Linked DNA regions of Zea mays: all the other regions are linked to region 3. The links are chromatin contacts, called in public Hi-C maps. All regions are on one chromosome and are shown on one strand. Each heading gives the region's core, a stretch centred on a gene start, on an enhancer-like site or on the middle of the called end of the contact. The rest is flanking DNA. Distances are from core to core; before and after follow the strand shown.

Region 1 (2,747 bases), core at 185-2,684, 390 kb before region 3:
ACTACAATTAAATTATCAAGAAAAAATAATTGAAAATTGATCCCGCAATAATATTTAAATTTGGAGATCAGTACATCCAGAAGCAACCTAACATATAATCAATCCCACTGCACGAAACATGGAACTATGTCACCAGAAAAATACATCTAAAACACATCAATAGCGGGGTCTTCGAGAGCTAGTAAAACAAAAGCGAATTAGGATATTTTCACATTGACCAAGAGAAGAAACCAGCACATGCGTGCAATAAATTTTAACCATATCAATCAGGTTCAAGAACCCAATAATTATGCCATACACAGAAATCACATATTTGCCATGTCAATCACCACCTGGGACATGACCGAAGTCTCACAAGACTTTTTCTTTAAACGAACCACACGACTGTTACAGATACACATACTCCCATGCGTAGCAGGTGCAGACCTATTCCTCCCTTTCTTACCGGTTACTAGGACATCTCACATCTGCCATTCTGCCATGAATGAACTATATACATGCATACTCGATACTTCAATTGATCATTTCCATATGGCACGTGCTGGCCTCGATGGTCACTAGTCCTTACTTTGTATTGCGCCACAACAAATTTTAATGGATAATGAATTCTAAAAAGAATAACCAGTGAACAAGTTTTAGCCTTCCGGTGAGCACGAGTTCTTTGAATCCCTGGCGTTCCTCTTCCCTTTGACTAGTCAAATTTAGTTTTGTGGCCACTAGAAGTACGCAGTTCGTTTTAAATAATCCAAGTTCCAAGCTCGCGGTTGAAACAGAAACGGATTCGATAACCAGAGCAGAGACATTTGCCTTTATCCTTAGAAAAAAGCAAGCAATAATTTCTTTTCCAGAATCCGCAGCGAAATCAAGAAGCAGAGGAGAAAAAAAGGAAGGCGGTTACAGTTACAGACCTGCAAGGGCAGCGCGTCCATGTCCGCCCGCAGAGCAACGAAGGGCGGACCGCCGGTGCCGACTGTTGCTACCACGCCGGTGACGGCGAAGGGGTGCCTGTAGGGGATCCCCATGGCGTGGAGCTCCCGGCGCACGAGCTCGCTGGTCTGGAACTCCTCGTATCCCAGCTCCGGGTTCTCGTGGATCCGCCGCCGCACCCCGACCATCCAGTCCGCGAAGGCCGGCTCCTTGGCAAGGCGCAGGAGCTCCGCCGGGTCCTGCAGCACCGGCGGCCCCGCCGCCAGAGACGGCGAGACCGCGGCGGCGAGGACGGCGAGGGTGAGGCCCGCGACCGCGAGCAGGAGACGCGGCGTCGCGGCGGCCATGGGTTGTTGGCTCGGGTGGGTCTGGATCGCTGCGCTGACAAGGCGGAAGGAATCAGGTGAGCCTAGAGTGGGGCGGCCTTGCTTTTGACGAGGCCAAGGCAAGCGCAGGCCCGCACGAGGGCGGCGGCTGGTTTATTTTGATTACGATATTTCCAAATGCATGCCACGATGCAACTGCGTTTTTCGTGTGCCGATCCTGCTGCCGTGCGTGCGCGATCGTTTCTGCTTTTCATTGTCTGGCCCTCTCGGGTAGTCTTTTGTTTCAAGGCGTCTATCTACGACTGCTGGTTGTACTGATGGAATAGTCGACCGATTGGTTCTTGTTGTCCAGCCATTTGCAGGGTGGCACTTGCTCAGGGGTAGTTGGGCACGTCTCCCAGTCTACCTAGTAGTGACGGATGCAGGGTAAAATAGGAGTAAGAGCACACTTGTAAGAACGATTATCAAAATATTAAGAGATATTTACATGGTTGCTCTGCTCATAACTTTATCTTTATTTTTACAAAAAAAATGGATCTATAACATTAAAAGATCTACAATATAGAAAAAATACCACCAAAATATTAAACTATATATTAGTAGCATTGAAAAGTTGCTCCGTTATAGATTTCTACCATCCACGTTAAATCAACGTTTGATCTGATGAAAATATAATAAAATCAATTAAAAATAGAAAAACTCCGCGCGCACACACGTTAGGCCTAAGGGGTGTTTTGTTTTCTAGAAAATAATTTTTAGTCTCTTTATTTTATTTTATTTTATTTTAGACTCTACATTGTCAAATACGGAAACTTAGAAAAAAAAACTCACGCGCACACACACCTGTAGCCTAAGAGGGTGTTTGTTTTCTAGGGAATAATTCTTAGAAGTTTTAGTTTCTGTATTTAACAATTTAGAGACTAAATGAAATAAAATAGAGGGATTAATCCCTAGAAACCAAACACCCTCAAACCCAGCCCACTCATGCAAGCATCCTGGAAACACGCACGCACCAGCCGCACAGGAAACGAAGGCGACGGCCCGCGGCGTGCTTCCTCGGAGGTTGCAGCTGCTCTTTATCTTTTATTCTCCATGATGCACACCTCTGCTTCCTTCCCTCATTTTGCCTCTTGTTACTCTCCTTCTCGTGCTCTGGTTTCTTGATTTAAAACCTAGTTTTGGGGGATTTTGCAATGCCAAGACAAGGCAGTGGGGATTTGAGCAGGGATGGATGTCGACGAAGTTCCTGAAAGGTAATCTCCTCTGGTCCTCTATATTCTTCCTCCGATTTGTACTTATTTTTCTAGTATTTGTATGTGGTAATATATGGTTGTGTGAAGGGAACCAGAAGGACCTGAAATTGTTTGCTCATTTCTGTCTATTTGTTTTGTTCTTGCATTGTAGGATCTATCCGAAGAATGCTTGTAGAGTTGAGGTCAATGTCAATGCATACTTCAGCTTTAAAGATGGAAAAAAGAAAGGTGTACGATCGAG
Region 2 (2,781 bases), core at 88-2,587, 310 kb after region 3:
CGTCGCGCTTGCCTACAAAAACGGCATGACAGGTGCATGTTGATCCCAGTGGGATGGCGTGGGCGTGGATGGTCGGGCTCCGGCAGCATACACCAATGGTGGCTCGGCTCCGGTGCTATTTTTCTAGGAGAATAATTCTGTACATACTGGATGTAATCATCATCTTTTGCAGTTCCTCACATTCAGCACTTGGAGACCCACAAAGACGGATCAAAATTTACAAAATAACTCTTTAGTAATTTATTTTTCTTCTATTTATATGACCAGCAGCTGATGTATGTGTAGGGGTGTAAAAGAAATTCTTTACATCCGGTATGTAAAGATTTTTTCCCTTTTCTGTCGTTCTTTGGACACAACAATTTATGTCAGCTTCTTCCCTGTAACTACATAGTACCATTAAGAAGTTTTGTTCTATTGTCAATTACTTCATAACATTTCTTCAGAAAGAAATTCAGAACTTGAATATATATATATATATATATATATATATATATATATATATATATATATATATATATATATATATATATAATATAAGCTTTTCTTCAGAAAAAAGAGGACTGGTCTCTTGGTGTGTTGATTGCTGGTAAATGGCAAGGTCTCCGTGACTTCAATCTGTTGTATTTTTGGAATCTGATTTCTCTGTTGTGTCATCTAAATTTCTTGCTGGTAAATGGTAAGGTCTTGATGACATTCTTTTTTCATATTCCCCATATTATACCTAATTTTACCAATAACCCTTATCTGACACATGTTTTACATATGAGATTATGACACAAAGTCGTGTAGGCTGGTACTATATATGTAACTATACAATGTAATACTCCTATATATTACTGCAATCTCAAATAACATGCGCGCGCTAGCGCGCGCTAACGACTAGTAATTTATCGCCAAGCCAAACCAAAACCATACTCCGAGCAGACCATCGAAGTGTGGAACTGCGACGAAAGAAAAGTTATTACTAGGAAAAAAATATAATAAATAGGAAAACTGGAACAAAAATAATTACCATACTTTAATGATGAACATATATGAAGTAGTCTTGGATGTGTTTGGTTTTTAGGGACTAATTTTATCTATCTATTTTATTTTATTTTACTACCTAAATCGCCAAATATAAAAAATAAAACTATATTTTAGTTTTTGTACTTAGCATTTATATACTTAAACAGAATAAAATATATAGACTAAAAAATTAGTGTCTAAAAACCAAACAATGCCTGCCTTTTCTGTTCGGCTGGCCGAGAAAGCTGAGCTATTAACCTTTTACTAAAGTTAAGTTTAAGATTTTGAAGAAATTTAAAAAATAAAACATGGAAAGGGCCTAGTGGGCTAGTCCCACACGAAAGCCCGGTAGGCCGAATTGCTTATGGAGCAGCGGCAAAAATGCAGCGCCACCGACTCACCGTATACTTGGCGGATTTCGCCCACGCCCGCCTCTGCCGAAGACCAGCCGCCGCTGTCGACGGCGAACTCCCGCGGCGAGTCGACCGCCGTCTCAGACCCTAAGGCCTAAGCCCTAGTTCCAGCCCACCCAGTTCCTTAACCATGGAGGATGCCCTCGCGCCGCCGTCTGTGGCCCCGACTCCCTCCCCCCTCGCCGCCGCTGCCGTCCTCACCCGTCGTCGGTCACACCTCGACAGTGCCTCCTTCCGCACGCTCTCCCGCCTCTTCTCTCACTGTCTCCACATCAACCCGTCGCCCTGTGGCATCTCGCCGCCCGTGCCCGAGCCCGTCGCCGCGGACTTCGTCGGTGGGGACCCCGACGATTCCCCAGAAAGGCCTAATGGCGCTGATTTCGATCGGCTAAAGGATGTGCAAATCGAGGCGGCGGATGCGGGAGGCCCTTCGCTTCACGGGACTGTCCATCAACCGGCCGCGGCGAACTCTACCCTCGACCTGGTTGAGGCTGAGGCTGAGGCTCTGCAGCTCGAGGGTGCGGACGCGGTAGGGGTCGTAGAAAGCACCTCGTGTATGACCAGAGCCGAGGCTGGGGAATCAGCGGTACTTGTGGTAGAAAGCACCTCATGTAAGACCACTGCTGAGGTGGAGGAGTCAGCGGTTGGAGCTGGACTGGCGATGGTGGGTGACGTATCTTTGAAGTCGGTGGAGTCTCTCTTGGAGACGAAGGTTGACGAATCGGTAGAGGTAGCAGTGGGTGATGATGAAGGCTGTCTTTTGTTTGAAGCGATGCTGACAAACTTCACAGGGTTGATTGATGATGTTGATGCTGGAGCAATACCAACACAGAGGTGTGCAGTTTCTGGAGGTGACCTGCAGAATAGCAAGGCATCTGAGGATTTGAAACAACTGGGTGATAGGATTGAAGAAGGAGAACCTCTTAGAAACTGTGATAATGGGCAGAATGATGGTGGTGGTTTCGAGGAAGGAGAGATTGAGGGCGAGTTTCAGGATTTGGGTTCAGAAGAATCTGGAAATTCCGAACATGGAGACGAAGATGGTGAAGATGAGAAATTGGAAGACAATTCCATTAGCAGAGGCTCAGGGCCAAATAAATCTTGTGATTATGGCACACAATTCGGGAATTTGCAATCAATTCCTGAAACAGGAAATGATCATCTTATACTGAACAGGGATGCTATTGTCAGAGGTGATGCACAAATATCTGTTACCAGGGCTCAAGCCGTCACTTATGATGAAGTTGTGGATTGGAATGAGACTCCGCTGCCTGACAATGAGGTATCTGATACTGCTTTCAAATGTTATTATTTGTTGCTTCTGTCTAACCATGCACCTTCTAGTTCGTTTGCCTAGTGA
Region 3 (2,845 bases), core at 178-2,677:
GCGGGCGCTCGGCGCCGGCGCCGGCGTCGTCCTCGGAGCCGAGGGACACCGGGCGCATCGCCGCCGCGCGGTAGATCATCTCCTTCACCTGCGCCAGCGCCTCCGTGTCCGGCTCGTACACGGGGTCGCCGCCGCCGCCGCCGCCGCCGTTGCGCGCGGGGTTCCGGCCGTCGAAGCTGATGTTGCTCGACGAGCCGCTGCTGCTCAGACTCAGAGACGACGGCTTCGCTGATGTCTTGGCGCCGCCGGCCCCACCGGCAGCATGCTGCTGCTGATGCACGGCCGCCGTGCTGAACGCGATCTGGATGCCGCCCGCGGTGGTCGGGGCGGTGGACGCCAGGAGGCTGCACAAGGTGCTCTCTTCCTGTGCCGCTGCCGCCGCCACACGCACAGGTCGCGACCGCTCGGCCTCGGCGGCGGCCTTCCTCTTCCTGTTGGGCCGGCGTTGCCTTCGGCCACCACCACGGCCTCCGCCGCCATGTTCACAGTCCAGGCTCGCCGTTGCTGCGGTCTCGTTGCTGGCGGAGAAGACCGGCGGCGGCGGCGAGCGTCCAAGGACTACGAGGCCGCTGCATCCGCTGTCAACCGCGGCGTTTGTGTTTGTGGTGAAGGCGGGCGGCGCGGCAGCAGTTACCGCGACCGCGGGTGTTGCTGCTGCTGCTGGTGCGAGGTCGTAGTCGGGACTAGGCATCCCCATCGCGGCGTGAGGGCGATGGTGATGCTGCTGTCGCTGCAGGACACCCGCGTCCACGTCCGCGTCCGCGTAGGCGGGCGTTGGCGCCGCCATCGCCATCGCCATCATCGAGGGGAAGGCGACAGCGGCCTCCGCCCCAACCACACCACCACCGCCACCGGCCGCCAGCTGCTGCTTGCCGGCGCAGGAGGCGGGCCCGGGGGCGGCCTGCTGGATGGCCTGCAGCTCCAGGATCGCGGCTGCCAGCGCCTCGTCGAGCACCAGCCTCTCCAGCACCGTCATGCCCCCGCCGCCTTCGATGACGCTGCCCACCTCCGGTGGCGACAGCAAGACGGCGCCGGCCTCGTCGCCCCATGCGTGCTCGCTCAGGATCGTCATGTCGCTCAGGTTATGATCCATCTTTAACTTGGAAGAATCAGACCCCTGCTTGCAAGTTAGCTGGTCTGATCAGCAAAGCAACCACATGATGCATGCATGCGAGCGAGTATTTGTATGCATACATGGATCGAGACGCCATGCATTAAACGGATGACGCGAAGAACTTGCACATAATATATATGCATATGGCATGCATACCATAACACACCAGAATGTATGGAAGAAAATATTATTATTGCAACGTACAGCGCATATACCTCCTCCGATTCCTGATTAATGCGCGATGCAAAGCTAGGTGCAGGTCTGACGACGGAGGCGTGGTGATGATCGAGCAGTGTGGTGGGGATATGGCTGCCGCTGCCACTGCCACTACACTTTCACTGCTGGACTGCTCATCTACTAGTAGACTAGTAGTCGCGCGTGGACCGAGCTGCTAGCAGGCTAGCAGCTGATGATGATGCAAGCTATGGCAAGCGAGGTGCAGAAGGGGGCATTCGTGCACTAGCTAGTAGTCTAGTAGTACTAGTAACCGCTATAGCTTGAGAGGGGAGCCGGCGGCCTGCAAAAGCACCATGCATGGTCCATGGATGGATCAAGGAAAGAGCAAGAGGACAAGAAGATGCCTGCGGTGAGCTGCTAAACTTTTGGCTTTGCTATGTGGGAGCGACTTAATCATCTCTCACTATCCTGTGTGTGTGTGTGTGTGTATGCAGCAGTATAGCAAAAGGCTGCAGGGAGGAAAAGCTAGCATGCTCTTATAAAGAGGGCAACCAAGGAGTAGCTAGGGTACGGTACATAGATAGATTTGTGTGTGTGCATCGCAACCCATAGCAAGCATCTAAGGGAGGCTACTATGGCGGAAAATTTGCTATTTTGTCACACTCAGACGTGGACTTCTCTATTTTACCACCAGATCGACCCACAAATCATAGACATAAATGGTCCCACAAGTCATAAACATAGGGTGATATAATAGCAGAGAGCCCACGTTAGAAGTGACAGAATAGCAATTTTCTCTACTATCATGGCTACATGCACACACTTACTTTCTCCAAAAAGAAAACAAAATCATCCACACACACATACACTTACAGCAGCAGAGCTAGTACGCATGGTCCCTCTCTCTATATGCACACTTGACACTTTTGTGCAGTGATAGATGAGCATGTATACTAGCTAGTACTAGTAGCTAGCTGCTGTCCCGGACTTTAAATGCAGCAAAGTGTCACTCACTTTGGTGTGCACCTAGCTCTAATTAATGGCCTCAATAACTGGGTTCTGAAAGATAAGCTCGGGCAGCAGCGCTAGGGGCAGTCAGCCTAGCGATCGAGCTACATAGATACGTAGGGGCAGGCAGGCCTCAATTATATGGTACTGCAGGCAAAGTACTCTCCCTCAAGTATGTGTATATCGGCTATAATCGTCACAGGTTTGATTCAATACAGTAAAACGCTATAAGTCCGACGGCTCACATATGACCGACGGTCGTATAGGGAACCGTCGGACATAATTTCTGATATCCGAGGGCTGGTAGGCGGACCGTCGGATATAGGCTTATGTTCGACGGCTGGCAGACAAGCCGTCACACATAAGGGAATTTAACCGACGGCCCGCGCCCGTGTCAGTTCATTCTGTCTTTCTCTCCCGCTCCTCGTATGCGTAGCCGCCATCGCCCGGCACCGCCGCCCAAGCCTCTTCCGGCGACCTCCAGCCCCGTCCCGACGCCCGGCCATTATTATTTGCAACTGACTTTATTATCACCACCTCTAATCA

Evidence for each region. A called contact is a pair of places that touch in the nucleus more often than the background predicts.
Region 1: a contact with region 3 is called in a Hi-C map of tassel, with 2.4 times the contacts expected there. The contact joins the promoter of LOC100274316 here to the promoter of LOC100192921 in region 3. A contact is called at or near these places in 3 of 25 Hi-C or Micro-C datasets (endosperm, leaf mesophyll and tassel).
Region 2: a Hi-C map of tassel shows a contact between it and region 3, with 2.0 times the contacts expected there. The contact joins the promoter of LOC103651515 here to the promoter of LOC100192921 in region 3. A contact is called at or near these places in 3 of 25 Hi-C or Micro-C datasets (ear, endosperm and tassel).

The regions. Positions count from the first base shown.
Region 1 is chr3:224,338,944-224,341,690 of Zm-B73-REFERENCE-NAM-5.0, forward strand. It overlaps LOC100274316 (IAA-amino acid hydrolase ILR1-like 4), which reads right to left and starts at 1,435. Exons shown (of 5, transcript NM_001148679.1): 1 at 909-1,435. The coding sequence starts at 1,274. It overlaps LOC103651500 (a long non-coding RNA gene), which reads left to right and starts at 1,819. Exons shown (of 4, transcript XR_002268240.3): 1 at 1,819-2,315; 2 at 2,430-2,506; 3 at 2,658-2,747.
Region 2 is chr3:225,032,347-225,035,127 of Zm-B73-REFERENCE-NAM-5.0, forward strand. LOC103651515 (zinc finger CCCH domain-containing protein 7) reads left to right here and starts at 1,338. Exons shown (of 10, transcript XM_035966501.1): 1 at 1,338-2,703. The coding sequence starts at 1,552.
Region 3 is chr3:224,724,600-224,727,444 of Zm-B73-REFERENCE-NAM-5.0, forward strand. LOC100192921 reads right to left here and starts at 1,428. Exons shown (of 2, transcript NM_001364547.1): 1 at 1,330-1,428; 2 at 1-1,117. The coding sequence starts at 1,093.